Linked DNA regions of Gossypium hirsutum: region 2 is linked to region 1. A link is a contact called in public Hi-C data. All regions are on one chromosome and are shown on one strand. The core of a region is the stretch at or near the end of the contact, and the rest is flanking DNA. Distances in the headings are between cores, read along the strand shown. Region 1 holds the start of LOC107962711 (probable glutamate carboxypeptidase LAMP1). Region 2 holds the start of LOC107962707 (acid phosphatase 1).

Region 1 (7,882 bases), core at 1,703-4,202:
CTGTTTCATTCTTTTCCTATTCGGCCTTTTTCTGTTGCGTGTGCTTCGTTTTGCAGGTGTCCGTGGCCGACAGTGGTGGCAGAAACGCGTGAGTGGAGGTATGGGCCGGAGGCGTGGCAGACGAGAAGGTGGGGCGGCACACACGCGGCGCTTGGAGGCTAGGGTTTCCTCTGATCTGAAATTTTTGTTTAAGTTTGGTGGGTTAGGGTTTTCCTAATTTTGGGCCTGGGTATTTTATTTATTTTGTTTTATTTTTTGGCACTAGGCCCGGGCAAAATGGGCTCATACACCCACCATAAATCGGCAACGATCAACGATCTACCGGAGACGACTCTCGAGCATCCAGCGACAGTTCCTCATGGTCACGGTTGTAGTGGTAGAAACACCGTTGAGCAAGATGCCCAAACCATCCGTAAATTTGGTACTGAACTCTAGATCGGAACCCACGCCCACAGCCTCCAGATGGGGGACGAGCACCACGAATAGAGCCCCTATGATCGGTGATGGAACAGTCTCCAAGAGATTAACATGAAGAGGTATCTCTGGAGCCACACGCGCCTAATGATTCTCGTACTAAAGAAGCACTTCAACAAGTCATTGAAATTGAAAAGGTTCCGACGAGAACGAGGCGAGCGTAATGACAGAATCAAAATTAGAGGGTAAGCCTACAAGCAGAGTCTCGACCTTCTCTTCTTCGGAGATGCGCAAACCAGAGGCAGCTATCAAAGCACTCATATTCTGAATCTTGGCCACAAATTCTTTGATTGAAAGGCTGCCTTTCTTGAGGGAAAGCAAATCGTGTCGAATATGAGCAAGCTTCGCATCGGTGAGAGGAGAAAAAAGACGAGTTGTAGTAGTCCACATATCACAAGCAGATCGAGCTTCCATAAAAGAAGACAAAATGGAAGGATTAATTGTGGAAAGGAGCCATGAAGCTAATAATCGATCTTGTTGCACAAAAGCTAAAGCATCTGGATTCGAAATGAGTGAGCCTCTAGAGACTGCACAAACCGCGATAGACTAGCCAAAGTGCCATCGAGAAAACCGATCAGTTTATAACCCTCGACAATCATCCTAACGTGTTGCTGACACTGAACAAACGTGCCTTCATCGAGCTTGATCATCTCATACCATAGAAAAGACTGGACTAGCCGAGTACCAGTAAATGCTAAATAGCCAGGATCAACGGCGGACGAATCAATAAAAGCAGTGGTGGTCATTGAGGTAGGTCCCAAAACACTTCTAGGCGACTGATACCATGTAAGCTACTATGGTAAACATAAACAGAATAAAATAATGTATTCTGTATTTAGACTTCTTAACTTGTGAAATACATTGAGGAGACTTGAATTTATAGAATAATGTAGTAACTGCTCAACCTAGCTGATTAAGTAACAAACTAATAGCTCATAAAACTAACTCTTAAAACTGACTAACAACCAGGCTTAGCTAAGGTATACTTGTATTCTTAACACTTCATGACTAAATAATGTTGCAATCAATAGATAAATGATCAAAACTTAATTACAGATTATTTGAGTCCTAATTATATATGTTCAATCTGTCCTTCAGCTAGTTCAGTATAACCTGATGGTTTGCATTTAAATCAATGAGATGAAAATAAATGAGAAAAACAAATTAGAGAAATGGATTGTATGTATCAATATTAGTAGTGAATGTGTTTCCCAGCTATGAGCCAAAAGATGACTTAGAAAAACAAATTGAATGCAATTAAATAATTAAATTTTAAAGTGAAAATTAAATTAATTAGTTATAGCAATTTTATTGAAGAAGTTAATTAAATTTATTTAGCCATAAATTCTAGTATGGTAAAGGTGTCATGACTTAACTATGAGGTTTGTATGGTGTCATCAGTGGATACCTTTGTTACGACCCCTAAAAAAATTGTCATAACTTCAATAGAGTTAGAATTGGGTTGAGAAAATAATTGAATTAGGAAATAAATTAAATTTATTTATTTACACAAATAATATGTTGGGAATAGAAATTTGTTTATTGAGTTGATTAAATTATTGAGTTGGTTTAAAAACTAAATAATACATATAATTATACCTAATACACATGACAAGCCCAAAATCCCATATTGTAACATGATGAGTGGCAACCCTAGATCCCATAGATGGAACAAGGGTGTCGCCACTTATAGCCTTTCTCAGTAGGGGTAGGTGTATTTTTCTATTAAAATAAATTTTTTTATTCAACTAGTATTTTTGTGATTTCCTCTTTAAATAGAGACCATGGCAATGTCAAAAGACAAACCACATTAAGCTTTGACACTTTATCAAAATTTAGTGAGATTTATTCCTCTAAATAAATTCTAAATCTTCAGAGAGTGCCTTTTAGTTTCTAGTGCTTGAGAGAGATTGATGTTTCCACTTAGCATCAATAAAGTTTTCATTGTGTTCATCGGTTCGTGATTAAAGCCTACATTATAAGCAAGCATAGGTGCGAGAATAGTGGAAAAGATCACTTTGGTCGAAAGCTGGGAACTTTCTTTACCACTTGTTCCAAAACATAAGTATAAATTTAATAAAGAGTTTATTGCTATAAATAATATAATAGTTCGGTTTTAGAAAAATTAATTATTTTTTTGTCATGCAACAAAATTATTTTCTAAACTGAATTTTTTCAACATAAAATATCATTGAATAATATAATTTATTTTAATTATGAAAAAATAACTTTTTAATTTTTCAAATCAAGATGATGGCTGGTTAACTCGTGATATTTACTTAATTAAATATTTAAATAATAGAATGGATATTTAAGTTTTAAAGTTAGAGAAGATATATGAGCAATGAGCATTCAGATGCAGGCCCAAAATGAACATAATATATATACAGGCCCAGCAAACATACAAGTCAAAGAGCATCGGAAGTGGATAGAGATGAATTTCTGGAATTCAATTTGAGGGTGGAGGACACGTGGCAGAAGGACCACCTCCCATGTTTCTGGAATTGAAGCCAAAAAAAATATTAGTAGTTATCCCCTTTACTCAAAAAAGAAAACAAAATAAAATAAGGAGGGAGGATATAGAGAGAAATTGAGTGAAAGAATGAAGCTTTTTAGAGTGTAAAACTAGAAAAGGGCAGCCAAAGGGGTGGCTCTCAAGGAAAAAACGTACTTTTAGGACATCTTCATCTAAGCCCGTGATCATATCTGTACAAATTTCCAAGAGTTCCAATGTTCTAGACCCACAATACCCTTTCTACTTTCAGACAGCCCTTAATTTAATCAATAAAATTGCCATGAACTAAATGTCAAGTTGCTCCACAGTCTCCTGCCTTTGGTAGTTGACGTTATTACATCAGTGGATACAAGTTTAGCTACTTTTAGGGAAAGATAAGAAGAAACAATCCAACTCAAACGAGTTGAGTTTCTACCTCAATGTTTGTATTTTGTAATGGATGGGGTTTGGAATCATCAAAAGGTTAGGCTTACATTCCCAATCACATCATAAGACTAAACATTTGTCACAATGATAACAACAAAACAAAAATTAAGAATCCAAAGATTAAACCAAGAAAAACAAAGGGATATCGATATGAAATATCCAACACTGCTACTAAAACATTGCCATATTGCCATTTTATCATCCTTCGTTAGCAGCAAATCATAAATATATATATTATATTTTTATTCATTCAATCAGTATCTAATAGTTTAAATCTATTTTCTTCCTCAGCCCATCATTGCAAAACCAAATAGAACCTCAACAGTCAAAACGAATTAGGCATTGAAGACCGATTAAGCTTCCATGTTGAAAACCACCGGAGCCACGTTCCTAGCCATAGCCACCTCTTTCTTTATTCTCCACTTTTCTCCCCCTCCAAAATCATATTATCACTCGCTGTTTATATCCAGTTCCCTGTCCGATAATGCCTCCATATCTCACCACCTCCGCACCCTCACCCGCCGCCCACATGTTGCAGGCTCCCAAGCCAACGCTGAGGCTGCATCCTATGTTCTATCAACACTCTCCGCTTGCAACATCATGGCACACATCGTCTCCTATGATGTTTTACTAACCTACCCAGATTCACGTTCGCTGACTCTGACACCTTCTCCTTCAGAACCGCCTATAACTTTTGATCTCAAGCAGGAAATATACGAGGGTGATCCCTATGCAGATGTGGCTGATGAAGTGCTGCCTACTAACCACGCATATGCCAAGTCTGGTTCGGTTGTCGGGCCAGTGGTTTATGTGAACTATAGGCGGGTGGAGGACTACGGTACATTGAAAGAAATGGGAGTGAACGTTACTGGTACTGTGGCTTTGGCGAGATACGGAGAGATTTTTAGGGGAGACATTGTGATGAATGCGTTTGAAGCTGGTGCTATAGGGGCATTGGTGTATACTGATAGGAAAGATTATGGAGGTGAGGGAGGTGATGCAAAGTGGTTTCCCGATGACAAATGGATGCCGCCGAGTGGGGTTCAGGTGGGAACAGTCTATAATGGGTCTGGTGACCCCACTACGCCTGGATGGGCTAGCAGTGAAGGGTGTGAGAGGGTGTCAGTTGAGGAGGTGGAGAGCAGTGGAGATGTTCCTTTAATACCCTCGATGCCGATATCTGGTGCGGATGGTGAAACAATCTTGAGGTCAATCGGTGGACAAATTGCAAAAGATAATTGGCAGGGAAGCAAAGATGCCCCAACTTACAGAGTTGGACCAGGACCAGGAGTTGTGAATCTCGAGTACAATGTAAGCATTTATGAATAGGTCAACCTGTCAAAATGAACCACAACTTAAATGGTCAATAATGGGTTGGTTTGCTTGAATGAGATTTTCAGGGGAAACAAGTCATAGCAACAATTCAAAACGTCATGGGTGTTATTGAAGGAGTGGAGGAGCCTGATCGGTAAGTTCAGAAACATATATGGACATTGCTGCATATGAATTACTCACATTTGTGTTGGATATTCACTATTATTATTAGGACTTAAACGTGACCTAATTCACCAATGGATATAGCAATCAACTAAGCAAACACTATGACTAGCCAATGATAAGAAGACTTTGGAATAATTAAGAGCACTTGTTTTTTAATGATATCCTATTGCTAGGTTCGTCATTCTGGGCAATCATCGTGATGCATGGACATTTGGAGCTGTTGATCCCAACAGTGGTACCGCAGCACTGCTAGAGGTGATTATAATCCCATTACATCCCACACTTTATACTTGTCAAAGCTAAAAGCAGAGATTTCACCCTTGGGACAAATTGTGCATTTCAGCTGAATTCCCCATCATGCAGGTTGCACAAAGACTCCAGAAACTACAAAGAAGCGGTTGGAAACCACGACGAACAATTATTTTGTGCAATTGGGATGCTGAGGAGTATGGCTTGGTCTGTCTTGACTGGTTATCTCTCGTATGCATCTATCTTTATTGCCTCTTTCTGAACTGAAATATAAACAGGCTAGTACTTCCAGACAGGATCGACAGAATGGGTAGAAGAAAACAGAGAATTGTTGGCTTCAAGGGCAGTTGCATACTTAAATGTTGACTGCGCGGTATCTGGAGCAGGATTTCATGCTTCTGGAACTCCACAACTTGATGATCTGCTCAAACTAGCTACACAACAGGTATCTGAAAACTGCTAAACCAAACCAACACAAGGACAATAGCAATAGTAGCCGAGTCTAAATGGAAGAAACGAAATAAAATAAAAGAAGTTCTGAGTATAGTCAGTGTGTCATTGGAGTTCAATTCTTGTCAATCTTCTCTCACTTGACTAATCATTTTTCTATTTGATTTTTGAAGGTTCAAGATCCAGATAACTCATCACAAACAATCTACGAACAATGGATTCAGTCCACTGAGTCTTCTCTGGTGAGTATAATGAAAGTGAAACTAAATGATTCCGAAGAACTTGTCTGGTTGGTGCATGTAGATTACATATCTACATCAAAGTTAATGAATTTATTATCCTGCACATAACCTGTGAAGATTGGACGATTAGGAGGAGCAGGTTCTGATTATGCAGCTTTTCTGCAACATATTGGTGTTCCAGCAGCTGACATGCGTTTCGGAGCAGGTAATCAGCACATTGTATTTTGTAAACTTTACTTCTACTTAACAATGGTACCAAAAAGGGAGAGGATAACATACATGCCAGGCTATTCAAATAGGCAGTTAGACACCAACAGAATAGTTTGAGCAATATACAGATGAAAAATATATAGCAGAAAGTTTCCAATGTCAAATAATGCGTATAATGTAGCCTAACGTAAGCAGATATGAAGATCTAGCAACTACACGACCAATAAAATATCAAACCTTGTCAAACCATGTAGTACTCTGAAAGAAAGAATTCATTCTATTTTCATCAGGTCACAAGGGTAATGACTGTCAGGATCATACCAAGAAGAAAGGATGAGTAACAATTTTGACTTACTTCATTAATGAAGAGAGTTAAGTATTTTATACAGATGAGAAGTAACTGTTAACTAACTGATTAACTACTAACAGATGAGTAACTGATTAACTAATTGTTACTCCTAACATTCCCTGTGCTAATCAACTTCCTCCCTGTAACTTCACTGTTATGAAGAACAATTTGGAGCTGACTCCTGAATTTATGAAATTACCCTGCTGATAAGGGTTTCGTCAAGACATCTGCAATTTGTTCTTTACTTGGAACATGCCCTACTTGAAACAATCTATTGGCAACTGTCTCGCGAACAAAAAATAAATCTAACTCAACGTGCTTAAATTTCGAATGCATGACAGGATTTCCGGCCACTGCCACAGCAGCTGAGCTATCACACCACACCAATGCTTTACCCTTAATAGAAGCTCCCAATTCAGACAACAATGACTGAATCCAGACCATTTCGGCAGTGACATGAGCAAGGCTACGATATTCTGCCTCAGCAGTAGACCTTGAGACCACCTGTTGTTTCCTGGAGCTCCAGGAGAATAGATTTCCTCCAAGAAAAACACAGTAACCTGAGGTTGATCGACGATCATCAGCATCTGACCCCCAACTAGCATTCGAAAAACCTTCAAGCAGAAACTTTGATCTCCTAGTAAAATTCATGCCATAATCCAAGGTCCCTCTCAAATATCGAAGGATTCGTTTCACAGCCTTAAAATGCAAATCCAACGGTTTGTGAACCTTGTTGACAGAGAATGCTATATCTGGCCTGGTAATTACTACATACTGTAAGGCACCAACTATGCTTCTATACAAGTGTGCATCGTCAACTGGAGTACCTTCATGAGCTGATAGGTGACACGTTATGACCATAGGTGTTGGCAATTCGTTGGACTTGTCCATAAAAGCCCTTGTAAGAAGATCGAGTATATACTTCCTTTGACTAAGAAAAATCTCATCTGGAGTATAACTGACCTCAATACCGAGAAAATAATTCAACCTTCCCAAATCTTTTAATGAGAACTGAATATCAAGCTCTTTGACAAATCGATCTATAGCTTATAAGTCTGTCCCAGTGATAATGATGTCATCAACGTACACAAGAACATAAATCAGCTGAGATCCCGATCGATAAATAAAAGGAGAATTGTCAGCCTTTGAAATAGCAAACTGTGCAGCTAAAAGGAAATCTCGTAGCTTGTGGAACCAGCCCTGAGGTGCTTGCTTAAGACCATAGAGAGCTTTCTTCAATCTGCAAACTAACTGTTGACCACCATTCCCTTGTTGTTCAAATCCTGGTGGTTGCACCATGTATATTTCTTCCTGCAAGTCGCCATTTAAGAAGGCATTGTTAATGTCGACTTGCCTGAGCGTCCACCCCAAGGAGACTGCTAGAGCCAGAACCACTTGAATGGTTGTTGGCTTAACGACAGGGCTAAAAGTTTCCTGAAAATTAACGCCGGCCTCTTGAAGGTAGCC
Region 2 (7,882 bases), core at 3,541-6,040, 130 kb after region 1:
AAAATAGGACTTGCGACTATGGGTAGTTTGACGCACTTTATTATCCATACGCTTATGTAATTGCAGCTTGTCAGGATCTCCGTCTAGATCCCATAAGCTACGTCGAAGAAGTGTACAAACTAAAAACCATATACAATGTGTGGAGACACGTATTCCCACCTATCCTAGATGAACGTAAGTGGCTGCTTGTATCGCTTGCTCCGTTTAAGCTGTTACCGGAGAGAGAATTGCATCGCAAACCAAATGGTCGACCTTGCTTGACTAGAATACGTACCAATATGGATATCCGAGAAACAACCAATCAACAGAAGTTGTGTGGATGGTGTAAGAACCCAGGCCATACAAGTAGATCATGTCCAAATCGAAATACTTGATAGTTGTCATAAAAAACTATGTTGTATTATTTATATTTTATTAAATGAAACTATATTGTATTACAATTGTCTTATTCAAAAGAACTTTTATTTTATTAAATGAAACAATGTAAAAAAGTTTGTACAAATATATTAAAAAAAATCAATGTCCGTGGCGGTCGAAATCAGTGCCACATGAGGGTCGTCGACTGGTCTGTATTGGATTCCTCCTTAGATCAGCTTCTGGCGGGGGTTATGGTTCCTTCGATAGAGGATCTGGTTGCGTGTGTTAGAAGGGTGACCCACATTGATAGAATAATGACTGCGGCGATGTTTACATCACCCATGGCGGAGGTGTTTGAATCCTATAAGGTGATAGGGATTAGTAGAAAGAAGAGCTTCCCGATGGTGCCTCCTGCGATCCTTCATGCGACGGCGGCCTATAGATCGGCGGTTGACTCGAAGAAATCGAGAATGGAGATGGATCGGGCCATGGATTCCAACCTGCCATAGGACTAAGAAAAGGAAACATATAAGGGTTAGGATACATATAAGGGCTAGGATAAGCACCTAGCATAATCTGAAAAGGCTGTGATATGGGTGTCATTAGTTGAACTGTTGGGCCTAGTGATTGTGTGGGCACTATTGATAGGTCTGTGTCGTCATCCCTTCTTCTTGGATTTAAAGGGCCCTGTTGTTCTCTTTGGGCACGAATTTGTCATCGCCTTTCCTCTTCCGACAATAAATATGGCTTGCCATGGATCCTAAACCATGGTATGTATTCCGGTACGTATGCTAACTCTGAAACAATGATCATTTCCCGAATAGGTATATAATCATACTGATTTTCCCACATTTCGATATAATGTGACTAGAATCTTGGCCAATCCGTATGCAGTTGCTGTAAGTCGACTTTGTGCTCATCATCAAACACCTCGGGTGCCACGGGAATCTGTTTTCAGAATCTAAATTTCCGCAATACTCTATTTGACTGGTGCATCTCCCGGTATCATAGTTCACCAATAGGACCTTCACATGCCAAACATTTGAATTTTGAAAGAATTCATCAAGAATTATTGCCCGAATTACCGGATCATCGTACGGTGTCTATTGAAACTATATGAACATGATAAAAATATTACTTATATACATAATACTAAATACTAAATACTAAATACGAAACGACTATTTTATTATGTATATATATTTTATTTAATACTTACTTGTGCTTCTGATCGTTGGTCTAATAGAAGTCGTATATCTTCGAGAGAGGTAGGTATTCCGACATAACTCGTCGAATGGTTCCACCTAATTAAATAAATTTTTATCATACAATTATATTCTAAATCTACGTAATAATTGTAAAATCTAATATAAAATTTACCTAGTTATGAGTGGAAATGTATATGGGTGGTCTACTCGAGGACGTAAAAATGGAAAGCGAAACCGTGCCCATGATTGCAGTAGTGATAGGCAACCTCCTATTTTGGTTTTGTTCGGTCGCGTCGCCCCGCATATTTCCTTGTACAATGTTGCCAGCACGACAGACCAACTCAATTCGCCAGATGCTCTAAAATCTACGAGTTTCAGCAGCCATCTCAGATGTACGAGGTTTCGTGACAAGTCCGGCATCAGATAACCTCCAATCATCTCAGGAATGTATTCCCGAGCATATCGTATTCTTTCGAGTTCAGTCGAATCATTATTTAGCTCCGGGAATGTGTCTCGTAACCAGCCTATTTCGATTCGACCTCCGTTAATATTATCCGGTATAACACCTAAAAGCTCGTAGCATACGACTCCCCAATCAGTAGATGATGCGGACTCGATGACTGCGTACCCGTCCACCAGCAATCCCAATTGCAAATCCACGTCTTCCACAGTGATAGTACACTCTCCGCATGGAAGATGAAAAGTGTGCGTCTCGGGTCTCCACCTCTCTATCAACGTACTGATTAGTTTCGGGTCCAACTTGCATCCCCGGTCTATCGTGGCCACGTGCCAAAATCCCGCTTCCCGCAAGTAATTCTCGATCAACTGCAATGATGGACCAAACATATTACGGATGTAGCATTGCAACACCTAATCTACAAACTATTATAAAAATTTATAAAAAAATTAATTAAAATTGCATAAATTAATTAATGCAAACATCATAAATGAAAAACAAATCAAGCAGTATTGAAATTTTAATTATAATTGCATAAATGAATAAAATATCAAATAGTATTGCAAATTTAATTAAATTTACATAAATTAAAAAATATCGAATAGTATTGAAATTTTAAAATTATCACTTACCATTGTCATTTGATCAATGGAGATGTGCTTATTATCGAGATGGATTAATTCTCCGGCTATTGCTAATAAGATTGGATTTTTTTAATTTAAAAAAAAATTAAATTCAAAAAAATTTAAACAAAGAATTTTGATAGAATTTTGAGAAAATTTTAATGAAATTTGATAGATTTTTGAAGGGAATATTGAAAGAATGTTGAGAATTATGAGAGAATTGTGTGAAAAATAAATGAAGGGAAAGGAATTTTGAGAGAATTATAGAAATTGTGAGAGATTTGTGTGAAAAAATGATTTGGGGGGCCTTTTTATATATTTTTTTGGACCGTTGGAAGCCAACGGTTAAATTTTTGACCGTTACAGTGGCAAAACGCTTCTCCGGGGGAGCGTTTTGCTGATGTGGACACTAAAGCGCGCTGACGTCAAAGCGTTTTCAGGGAAAATAGCCTAATCCGGTAAATAACCTAATAAACGGCCTAGTTCTATTATTAATGTTTAAAAACAGGCTTTTTAGGTAAAATGACAGAAAATAAGCAAGAAAAAAATATTTATTATGTGAGCAATTGAGAAAGTAGAAATATATGGGAGATGTTTGGGTAAAAGCCAAGGTTGTGATTACCCAATCAATAATTCTTCCAACTCTTAAAATATTAAGTTAATTTAGATATTTAATTTGGTTATTATAATTTATGAAACGAATATGCATGTTTCTATTATTATATATTTGGAATTTTTAATTTATTTTTTATAATTAAATTCAGAACGACAAAATTGGTAAAAAACCTTACAATAGCCGCACCCCTGCCTCTATTAATTGTACGGTTGATTTCCTTTCTAAATCGAGATTTTAATAGCGTTTCTCTTTTTAGACGCCTATCCATGAGGTCCTCAACAATATTTGTGTTAAACTAATGACCACCCACAACAATGCATTTTGTTATATTTGGATAAAATATTAATTTTATATTTCAAGTTGATATCATCCATGGATAAGTTTAATATTAACATGATTGTTTGAATGATGTATTAATTCAAAAAAAAAAGTCAATTGAATTTATATTTTTTAAATTTCTTATGAATTTTTTACTAATTTATTTGATAGATGAACTGCAAACCTAACTCTGAAAAACTTTCAATATCAATCAATAGTGTCTAGGTTGCTTTTGCATTTACGGAAGCTATTGTTTCAATCTTAATAGCCTAGGATCGTTTCAAATTATTATTTGTTATGCTTCATATAGAAATCACGAAAGGGAAAGTTGGCCAATGATACCACTCGTCACACCACATCATAATTTATTAAACTCAGCACAAAATATGCCTAATTTGATCAATTTTAAATTTTAATCTTTATATTTAAAAAAGTTGAAAATTAAATCTTTTTTATCTTTTTCATTTTAAAATATCAACCCAATCACTAAAATAATAAGTATTTCAATCAAAATTTTGTCAACTTGAATTTTTTTACTAAACTATAATTACATGACATAACATATGATTGATAGGAAAATAAACATGATAAATTGATAATTTTTGACAGAAACTATCAATAGCAATAATGTTTGAATTAAAATTTTTAAATTGAAAAAGTATAGATTGAATTTTTAACTTTTAAAGTATTGGGACTAAATTCTAAATTTTATACAAGTATAGGGACTAATAGCATATTTTAACCTTACCATAAATACAAATTCTAAACAATGATTGGAAAATGAAGGGTTAATATGTAGTTTGCTCCCTAAACTTGTCCATAAGTACCTAGTTGATACTTGAGCTTATATTTTATCACTCAAGTTGGTACTTTCGCATTAATACCGTTAGTTTATACTGATGTGACACTAATGGTCAATCTAACAATGACATATAACAATTTCTCAATACGCCATGTGACGAGTATCAATTAAAAAAATTAAAAATAGATTAATTAATAAAAAAGAGTATAATTTTTTTGTCTAAGTTCATTCTTATTGTAAAAAAATATTTTTTATTAATTTATATATATTTTAAAGTTATTTTAAAATTTTAAATTTATTTATCACGGGCATACTAAAAAATTATCACATGTCACCAACAAATTAATTATCAGTGTCACGTGAGTATAAATTAACGGTATTAGTACATAAATACAAACTTAGGTGAAGGAAATACAAATTCAAAAAACAGTGAATTCTAAAAAAATTCAAATTACTAATTATGTAAATTTGGAGAAACTCATGTGGAAACTATTAACCCAAAAATGAATGGTTAAAATGTGAAGAGAACCAACAGTTTTCACAATAAATTATAGAAACTTTTTCTCACAATCAATGAGCCACTGCTTGGGAGAGGTAACGAAAAAGAAAAAAAAACACTCTCCCTCCTCAAATACTGAATTCAACTTCCAATGGCGTCTCAGCCCCTAACCTTCCTATTCTTACTCCTCGTCACCACCTCCGTTCTCGAATCTTCGGCTTCTTTTGAACCCAATATCCGCCTCCCGACAACGGCAACGAGCGTTCCTCGATCCAACATTGACGACGACCTTTACTGTGCCAGCTGGCAGTTAGCCGTCGAGACCAATAACGCAGGAAGTTGGGCCGCAATCCCCTCCCGCTGCGTTCCTTTCGTCAGAGCTTATATGACCGGTCAACGCTACGCTTCCGACTGCGAGGTCGTCGCTAATTACTCCCTCGCTTACGCTTCCACCGTCCAGATCGCATCCGACGGCAAAGACGCCTGGGTCTTCGACGTCGACGAGACTTTGTTGACCAATTTACCCTACTATCGGGATCACGGGTTCGGGTATGTACGTCAACCCTGCCCTCTTTTTTTTTAACACCATGAATCGGATAAGATTCGAATGAATGCGCTTTCTTTGCTTTTGGTAGGATTAATGGTATAGAAATCACGGGTTCGGGTATGTACGTCAACCCTGTCCTCGTTTTTTTTTAACACCATGAATCGGATAAGATTTGAATGAATGCGCTTTCTTTGCTTTGGTAGGATTAATGGTATAGAAATCACGGGTTCGGCTATGTACGTCAACCCTGTCCTCGTTTTTTTTCTTAACACCATGAATCGGATAAGATTCGAATGAATGCGTTTTCTTTGCTTTTGGTAGGATTTATGGTATAGAAAAAAAACACACGCCCAGATTTGTCTTGGCTTGGAAGGTTAGATGGCCTTTCTTGGTCAACCATAAATGAGGAAACCAGTCGCAAATTTTTAACATTAAATAATGCTAGAGTCCCTATCGGATGCATGATATGCTCTCTTCTTCTTGGCAAGATAACTTTTGATATGATTATGAATCAGGCGATCATTAAGTTATGATTATTAAGGTAACCTCAACCATTGTCCTATTAAAATTGGATATTTGAGTAAGGAAATTGAAAATTATTGTATACTCTATTCTTTTTTCTTGAATATAATGACTAAATTTAGAGGTTAAAAAAAGTGATTTTGCTACTTAATATCCTTTGATATTATTTAAAATTAGTTAAGACTTTTTTTTTTTGAAAGAAAAATTAGTTAAGACTTAAAGATTATATAATATGTTATTTATACTTATGCATTTGTATTGAATACCCTTCTTGGCAATTTCGTTCTCTCATGATTTTCAATGCATTGGTTTGAAATAAGAACTTTATATGGGGTTTTACTTATGCTAGAATTTTCTTATTGTAACGTCAGTATTGTAAACTAAACAATTATTGATTTGTTCATGATAAAACAAAACAAAACAAAAACCTTGGTTTGAAAGATTTTGGGTAACATTTGCCGAAAATGAAAATTTGACATCTAAGTTAAGCTTTTTGCCTATTGGCAATTTGTCATGTTATAGATGATTAAACTGTGTTGGGTGCTTTTGAAAATGATTTCATCCGACTTGGTTGTGTTTTGGCATTGGAGAAAGAATCTGAATATACTATGATCCTAGTTACTAGTTTTGAATGTGCTTATGGCTTGTGCAAAGTTCAGTGTAGGGAATCAAAGGATTCCCCTGAACATTTGACACTTCATTGTGCAAAAACACGAGCACGGTGAATCATGTTTAAAGAAATTGCTTAATCTGTTTACTTTGTCCTAAATTTTTATGCTTGTGTTCATTTGTTGAAGTTGCTTAGCTATCTTGTGATGAATGTAGATCAGAAATTTTTAACGAGAGCTGTTGGGATGAATGGGTGGCAGAAGCCAAGGCCCCAGCTATACCATCGAGTTTGAAATTGTATAATGGCTTGAAGCAGATGGGGTTCAAAATATTTGTGCTTACCGGCCGGAGTGAACATCAGAGGAATGACACCAGAAAAAATCTTGAGTTAGCTGGGTATACTGGCTGGGAAGGGCTTATCTTGAGGTCTGTCTAGTTTTCAAGCAAGCAGTTCCCGTTTTGGTTCTTTTTCAATGGAAAACTACGTAGGACTAGTTTTTAATTAAACAAAATTACTTGGTAAGAAATGGGTGATGAAATTTTTGGTTATGGTACAGGGGAGCCTCAGATGGAGGGACGCCAGCGACCATATTCAAATCTGAGAGGAGATCAGTTCTGGTAAATGAAGGTTACAGGATTCATGGGAATTCTGGAGATCAATGGAGTGACTTGCTGGGTTTTGCAGTGGCTAAACGTTCCTTTAAGCTGCCAAATCCAATGTATTACATTGCCTAAACAAGCAATCCTTTTGTTGTAATTCTTCACTTCTAGCATGCAAATTTCATGACTAGTTTATCTTAAACAAGTGTTTTTTTTTTCTTTTATTTTCTGAGAATCTTGGATGGCTTACAAGTCTAAGCGGGCCTTGCAGATCTATGGATTTTGCCTGTCCTGAAAATCTTTTCAAATCATCTTTGTCAAAACAAGAAAAAGGAAAAAATTTGAAGCATGATGCCGCTACACCAGAAAATAATAATCTTAAACCAGAATAAACGTTGAATTGCTGAGTGAAAAATGGAATTAGTGTTTGAATGCGCGCAAAACATTGCTTTGGATTTATGGCCAACCTGTTATACTAAAAAACTAGTAACGTAAGGAGATGAGATCATGGAGATGTTGAGGTTACATTAACCTCCAAGTTCCCAAGCAATGCCCCACAAACCAGAGGCTGTGCAGAAGGAATTCTCAGACAACTCAACCCCCCACCAGGGATCACCAAGCACTCTGGTTGTGGTCTCTGCATGTCTCTCCCGGGTAAGCAATTCAACGAGAAATCAAACCCTCCCTTCCTAAACGACAACTTTGAACATTCCTGGCTAAACCC

What was found. A called contact is a pair of places that touch in the nucleus more often than the background predicts.
Region 2: a contact with region 1 is called in a Hi-C map of leaf, with 5 times the contacts expected there. The contact joins the promoter of LOC107962707 here to the promoter of LOC107962711 in region 1. A contact is called at or near these places in 14 of 34 Hi-C or Micro-C datasets (callus, fibers, hypocotyl and 2 more).

Annotation. Positions count from the first base shown.
Region 1 is chrA06:16,811,597-16,819,478 of Gossypium_hirsutum_v2.1, forward strand. It overlaps LOC107962711 (probable glutamate carboxypeptidase LAMP1), which reads left to right and starts at 2,953. Exons shown (of 12, transcript XM_016899191.2): 1 at 2,953-4,726; 2 at 4,816-4,883; 3 at 5,089-5,170; 4 at 5,279-5,371; 5 at 5,457-5,609; 6 at 5,788-5,856; 7 at 5,974-6,061. The coding sequence starts at 3,779.
Region 2 is chrA06:16,938,939-16,946,820 of Gossypium_hirsutum_v2.1, forward strand. LOC107962707 (acid phosphatase 1) reads left to right here and starts at 4,791. Exons shown (of 3, transcript XM_016899187.2): 1 at 4,791-5,429; 2 at 6,775-6,984; 3 at 7,116-7,360. The coding sequence starts at 5,032. The coding sequence ends at 7,293. It also overlaps the pseudogene LOC107962706.